2 separate regions of the Ovis aries genome follow, and region 1 is linked to region 2. A link is a contact called in public Hi-C data. All regions are on one chromosome and are shown on one strand. Each heading gives the region's core, a stretch centred on a gene start, on an enhancer-like site or on the middle of the called end of the contact. The rest is flanking DNA. Distances are from core to core; before and after follow the strand shown. Region 1 has its middle 31 kb from the start of FAM20B. Region 2 has its middle 27 kb from the start of TEX35.

Region 1 (2,700 bases), core at 152-2,651, 400 kb before region 2:
TTACCACTTTGACACTCACCTATGGTCTGTGGACCAGCAGAATTGGCATCACTTGGAAGTTTGTTAGAAGTGTAGAATCCAGAGCCCCACCCCAGATCTAGGGAACCAGAATCTGCAGTTTATCAAAGTCCCCAGGGGATTCATTTGCACATAGGGCTGAGAGGTAGTGGGTTAGGGACTGCCTAAGGGCAGTGCAGCTGGAAATTAGAGGGGAACTATGTGGTTGGAGCAAGGGGAGAGGTCAGGAAGGCCTCTGAAGTTAAGGCAAAGGCTGGAGCTTTCACCCTGACACCAAAGGAGAACTGCTGACAATGTTGAGCAGGGAGCAAGGTGATCAGATTTGACTGTGAGGCGATAACTCTACCTCAAGGGGAGAGTGGATTGAAGTTGGGGAGGAGGGAGCTCCAAAAACCAGTCAGGCTTTTGTTCCTTAGAAGCTACAGGGGGCAGCAGCTGGGCGTGGATTCTGGAGCCCAACAGCCCTGCCTATGTTGTATTTTCATTATATTTTTCAACCCCCTGCTTGGCTTCTTACAGAGTGGTCTTGACTCGAGACACAGCTATTTGACTTTTCTGAGCCTCTTTCCTCATCTCTCTGAAGCATGACACTTTCTTTTCACAGCACCTTGATCACAGCATCAAACGAAGAGTGAATATTTAGAAACAGAGCCTGATTTTGATATGTTCAGAATTCAAATAGCATCAGAATGCTACAACTGCCTAGCTCTACACCCACTCCTCCCCTAGCCCAGATGGTGGCCCTCAGGCCTCTTCACTTTCAGAGAGCCCTATGGTCAGGGAAAGAGCACAGAATTGGGGCTGGAGACTCAGCTTCTAGAGAAGTCAGTTCAGTGCCCCACCTATCCTGGAACCTTTGCTGAAAGGCAGCTCCTCTGGCCAGCCCTCTATGCCTGCTCCCCACCTGCCTGCCTGGGCTCAGGCCAGTTCCCTCACCTGGAGTGCAGGTGTGCGGGAGTCTGCAGATTCCTCACTAAGTAAGCTGCTATGCTTTGGACATTGTGGTCTGGGCTTTGGGGACCTGAGGGTGGGGAGCAGAACTGTCCTCCCCTCCGTCTGTCAAAACCCTTTCTGAGTGGCCCATGCCCACCCCTCCATGGCACCTCTCTTGCCCACACTGAGCTTAAATGTCCTGTGAAGCTACTGCCCAATATTAACACAGAGTTGAGTGCGGGATGGGGATGTGTCATCAGGGATGAACAGCTTGGCTCTGGGCAGGGGTCCTGTGCCATGAGTAGGGACCAAGCTCAGCTGATGAGGGAGGGCCTGGAAGGGTCATTTGCCTGAGGTCAAAGGACCAAAAGACCTCACAAGTGCCTCTCTTCCTTTCTTTTCCCTCCTGCTGCATGTCCACAAGTTGCCACACGGGGTCAGTGTCTTTTCATGCCTGGATCGGCACAGCTGGGTGGGGACCGCCCTGGACCCTGGAGCTCTCTGTTGCATCTTTCTGCAGAAGAGTTCTGGCTAATTGTGAAAAACAGAAAACTCCCCTTCGGCTTGGAGCAGCGTGGCTGGGGGGACCAGGTGAGGAAGAAGACAACAGTGACGGTGTTACACTGACAGGGGCCACGGGGCTCTGCTCAGATGCCCTGCACAGGCTGGCTCCATGCTATCTGACTAATTTAAAAACAGTGGGCACTCACTCGGGCACCATGGGGTGGGCAGGAAGACATGCCAGAAAAGGGGAAAAGCCCAGAATATGCCAGTTTAGGAAGATGGAGTGTCATCCCCCTTAGGAACATGGGGGTTCTGGTCAGCGGCAGCCAGCCCCAAGCTGCTGGTCCTGCCTCCACTGCAGGACTCCTAGTCTCAGATAGCACTGGTGGTGGGGCCTCCAGCCAGGCCACAAGGCCTGGGGGTGGGGCTCACTCTACCCCAGGGGCATGGCATGTGCTCACACGACGGCCAACCACCCTGCCAGAAGGGGCTTTCTGAAGGAAAGTCCCCAGAGGCCGTCCTAATACGGCAAAGACAGGTCTCACTGGCTGGCAGACCCTGCTGCTCCTGGAGGATAAGGGGTCCCTTGGGCTCAAATTGTTGGTAAAGAATCTGCCTGCAATGCAGGGGACCCCAGGTCTATTCCTGGGTCAGGAATATCCACTGGAGAAGGGATAGGCTACCCATTCCAGTATTCTTGGGCTTCCCTTGTGGCTTAGCTGGTAAAGAATCTGCCTGCAATGCGGGAGGCCTGAGTTTGATCCCTGGGTTTGATCCCTGGGTTGGGAAGATCCCCTGGAGAAGGGAAAGGCTACCCACTCCAGTATTCTGGCCTGGAGAATTCCATGGACTGTATAGTTCATGGGGTCACAAAGAGTCGGACACAACTGACTGACTGACTTGCAGGAGACCTGGGGGGAGGAGTGAGCTAGAGATCCTAGGGAAACCTGAAGGCCAAGACTGACCTTCAAATCCAGGCCCAGGCCCAGATCTAGACTTTGTGGGTCTGAAGCTTTCAGCATTTGGGGCTCATTTTAAGAAAAATAATATAAAATTACAAACACAAAATTATATTTGTAAACCCAATTTTATAAATATTTACTTAGAATTTTCCTTAGAATGAGAAACAAATATTTACTTGGGTTGAGAAAACAGATGACATCAAATTATAAATTTTAAAAAGCTAACAAATGGCACAAGTATCACAAAATCCAGAAAAATAATCTTTTTATTAACCACCCACCA
Region 2 (2,700 bases), core at 86-2,585:
TCCAGTGAGGTCAGGAGAAAGAAAAATAAGTAAAACCAGGCCTGGGAAAGCTGAAGAGGCTGAGTGCAGGGGAAGAAATGCTCTAGAGTTGCTGACCCTGAAGTCACACCAAGCCAGAGGAGATGCTCAGAAAGGAAGGAGGAGCTGCTGGCTGCAGGCTTCTCTCAGTGAAACATAGTGCCCCAAAGCTTCGGCTGGTATTGCTCCAAGTGGAACCTAGCCACCATGCCTGGGAATTTCTTCCAGTGTCTGTTAAAATGCAGATTCCTGGGCCCCATCCTCATCTTCTCGAATTAGAATCTTTAGAAACAAGAAGGTGGAATCTGCATTTTATACAAATAGCTCAGAGGCACGTTATCCCGACATTGCTCTTCAGCTCTCTCGGACATAGTTGGACAATGAACTTGAAGGAAGGCCCTGCTACATGTGGAGAAACATCCCAGGGGTGGTGCGGATGTGCCAAAGAAGCAGGAGGTGGGTTAGGGCCCTAAGACCTACACTCAAGGCGTGCATCAATCCCCAGGTACCTGTTCCAGCTCCACTTCTTGGCTCTCCCGGCTCCACTCTCCCCAGAAAGCTCCAGTGCTCATCTCTTTTTCTTCTCACAAACAAAAGGCAGATTCGAAATGGGCAAATGGGGCATTGCCCAGAGGCAGAAGAAGGATCAAGTCAGAAGAAGGGGAGACAGCACGTTTCCACAAGCATCTGAGAACCTTGGAAGAAAATGCCAAACAACTGTACTCAGGAGGACCCCCCACCCCCACCCCTCATTCTAGCTGGCCTGGGCCCTACTTGACAAGGTGTCTAGTCTGGGTACTCTCCGCTTCTCTGCCTCCATCTCCCCTCTCCATTCCCATCTCCCAGGACAGCATCTCATTCCCCTATTCCCCCCAACCCCCCAATATCTGCAGGAGATCAGGATGCGGCAGGCTGGTTTACTACCAAACCAAGAAGGCTGACCCCAGGTCTGGCATCGACCACTGGGCCTTCTCATTTCACTTTGCGAGAGCTCCCCTCCTCCCTGCACCCCCTCCACCCCCACTTCCTTTCCTGGGCTCCAGCACATCTGTGGCCAAGCCCTTGCCTTGGAGCCTGCTCTGTGAGATGAGAATCCCCAGGAGAGAAGTTTCTGGAAAGCAAAGGGAAGCCCTCTGTCGGAACCGAGCTTGGATGAGGTTGCAGCGGATCTCCCAGGTCGGAGCTGCGAGGCCAGGGTCCTCTGTGACAGATGGAGGGGCCCTCCTCCCCCGGGGACCCTTTCCTTAGAAGTCAGCCCCCGGCCTCTGGCGGTCAGCTCCCTACGGAGTGCGGCGCCTGCGCCACCCAGTGGGCCTGGCGGGAACTGCACCCTGCGAGCCTGGCTCCCTCCCTCCGCTGGGGCTGGACACCGAGACAGTGCTTGGCGCCGAGTGATGCGCGGGGTCAGGTTGCTATCATTCCCTTGCCGGGAACGAATCCACTTTTAGCTAAACAGTGTGCATGAAGACAGTAACATCTACTAATTTCAGTGGCGCTTGAAATTTCTCCCAGTGTCATGTTCTGGGCGGGTGGACTGTATCACAGCCCGTGGCAGAAGCGAGAGGCCTATTACCAGTCTATGCAAAGGGAACCTTGAGGTCCCTGCCTTAGTCACAGTCATTTATTCCCTGACCTCCCTTGTCCTTTAAACTTCAGTCCCTGACATGGGAAGGAAGCTGCCCAGGAAAGTGCACTCCGTCCTGGAGCCGGGGTAGCTCTCTTATGGGTCTCAGTGCTTCTCGAAGAAAAGCTGGGCGAGGGGAAGCGAGGGGGGCTTCGGAGAAGGGGGGCGTGTTCTGCCCTTCACCTTCTTGCCCTGAGGATGCTGCTTCCGGCCGGGTGATAATAGAACACGTGAATGCCGGGGGCTTGTCCTCTGCCCACCAGCCTTTGACATTGCCCTCTGTCTGAGGTGGGAATAGGAAAGTGGTTCCTGGCAGCCTGAGCCGGACTCCCCCAGCCGACCAGGTCTGCATGCCCACACCTGGGGCTGCCTTAAAGCCCTGGGTACCTCTCCGCAGGGGGCTGGGAGCCTCATGGAGCACCATTTGCAGGAAATCAAGACGTGGTGAAGACATGCGTGTACACATACATGTATCTGCATGGCTTTCTCCAGTAGGTCAAGGGCACCCACAAGTCACCTCCTCAGAGGAACTTCCGCTCAGCACCCTAGGACAACCACCCTGATCCACCTCCTGCATGCTGGCATTATTCTAGGCAGAGGGGACAGGGTAAAGATGGGACAGGGACATTCCGAGCCGAGAGAGGAGGGGAAGTGGTACCAGATGAGGGGTGAGAGGTGGCGGAAGGCCAGGACAGGTTGGGGCTTGCCAGCTAGAGTGAGGGAGGTGACTTGTTCCTGCTGCCCAATCCCTCCACTTCTCACCCCCAGACTCACACACAGCCTGTCCTCCGTACCTGCTTCAAGTCCCACCTCCCCCAGGGAACTGTCCTGATTTCAGAGGCCACAGATCTTGCCCTCACACCTACATCTCACACTGCCTTCCTTCAGCCCCACGTGGACCCTGCTGCACCAAAGTTTGATGCTCCTTAAGGACATGGAACAATAGACTGGTTCCAAATAGGAAAAGGAGTACGTCAAGGCTGTATATGGTCACCCTGCTTATTTAACTTCTATGCAGAGTACATCATGAGAAACACTGGGCTGAAAGAAGCACAAGC

Evidence for each region. A called contact is a pair of places that touch in the nucleus more often than the background predicts.
Region 1: a Hi-C map of hypothalamus shows a contact between it and region 2, with 5 times the contacts expected there. The contact joins two enhancer-like sites. A contact is called at or near these places in 8 of 16 Hi-C or Micro-C datasets (blood, hypothalamus, mesenteric adipose tissue and 3 more).

The regions. Positions count from the first base shown.
Region 1 is chr12:59,760,897-59,763,596 of ARS-UI_Ramb_v3.0, reverse strand. No RefSeq gene overlaps it. Among named protein-coding and RNA genes, the nearest start is that of FAM20B, 31 kb to the left of the region's middle. Within about 2 kb of position 1,401, at least 6 of the 54 cell types and tissues checked have an H3K27ac peak or open chromatin away from gene starts, as enhancers often do. A contact at or near this core is called in hypothalamus, where this site is marked.
Region 2 is chr12:59,362,491-59,365,190 of ARS-UI_Ramb_v3.0, reverse strand. No RefSeq gene overlaps it. Among named protein-coding and RNA genes, the nearest start is that of TEX35, 27 kb to the right of the region's middle. Within about 2 kb of position 1,335, at least 18 of the 54 cell types and tissues checked have an H3K27ac peak or open chromatin away from gene starts, as enhancers often do. A contact at or near this core is called in hypothalamus, where this site is marked.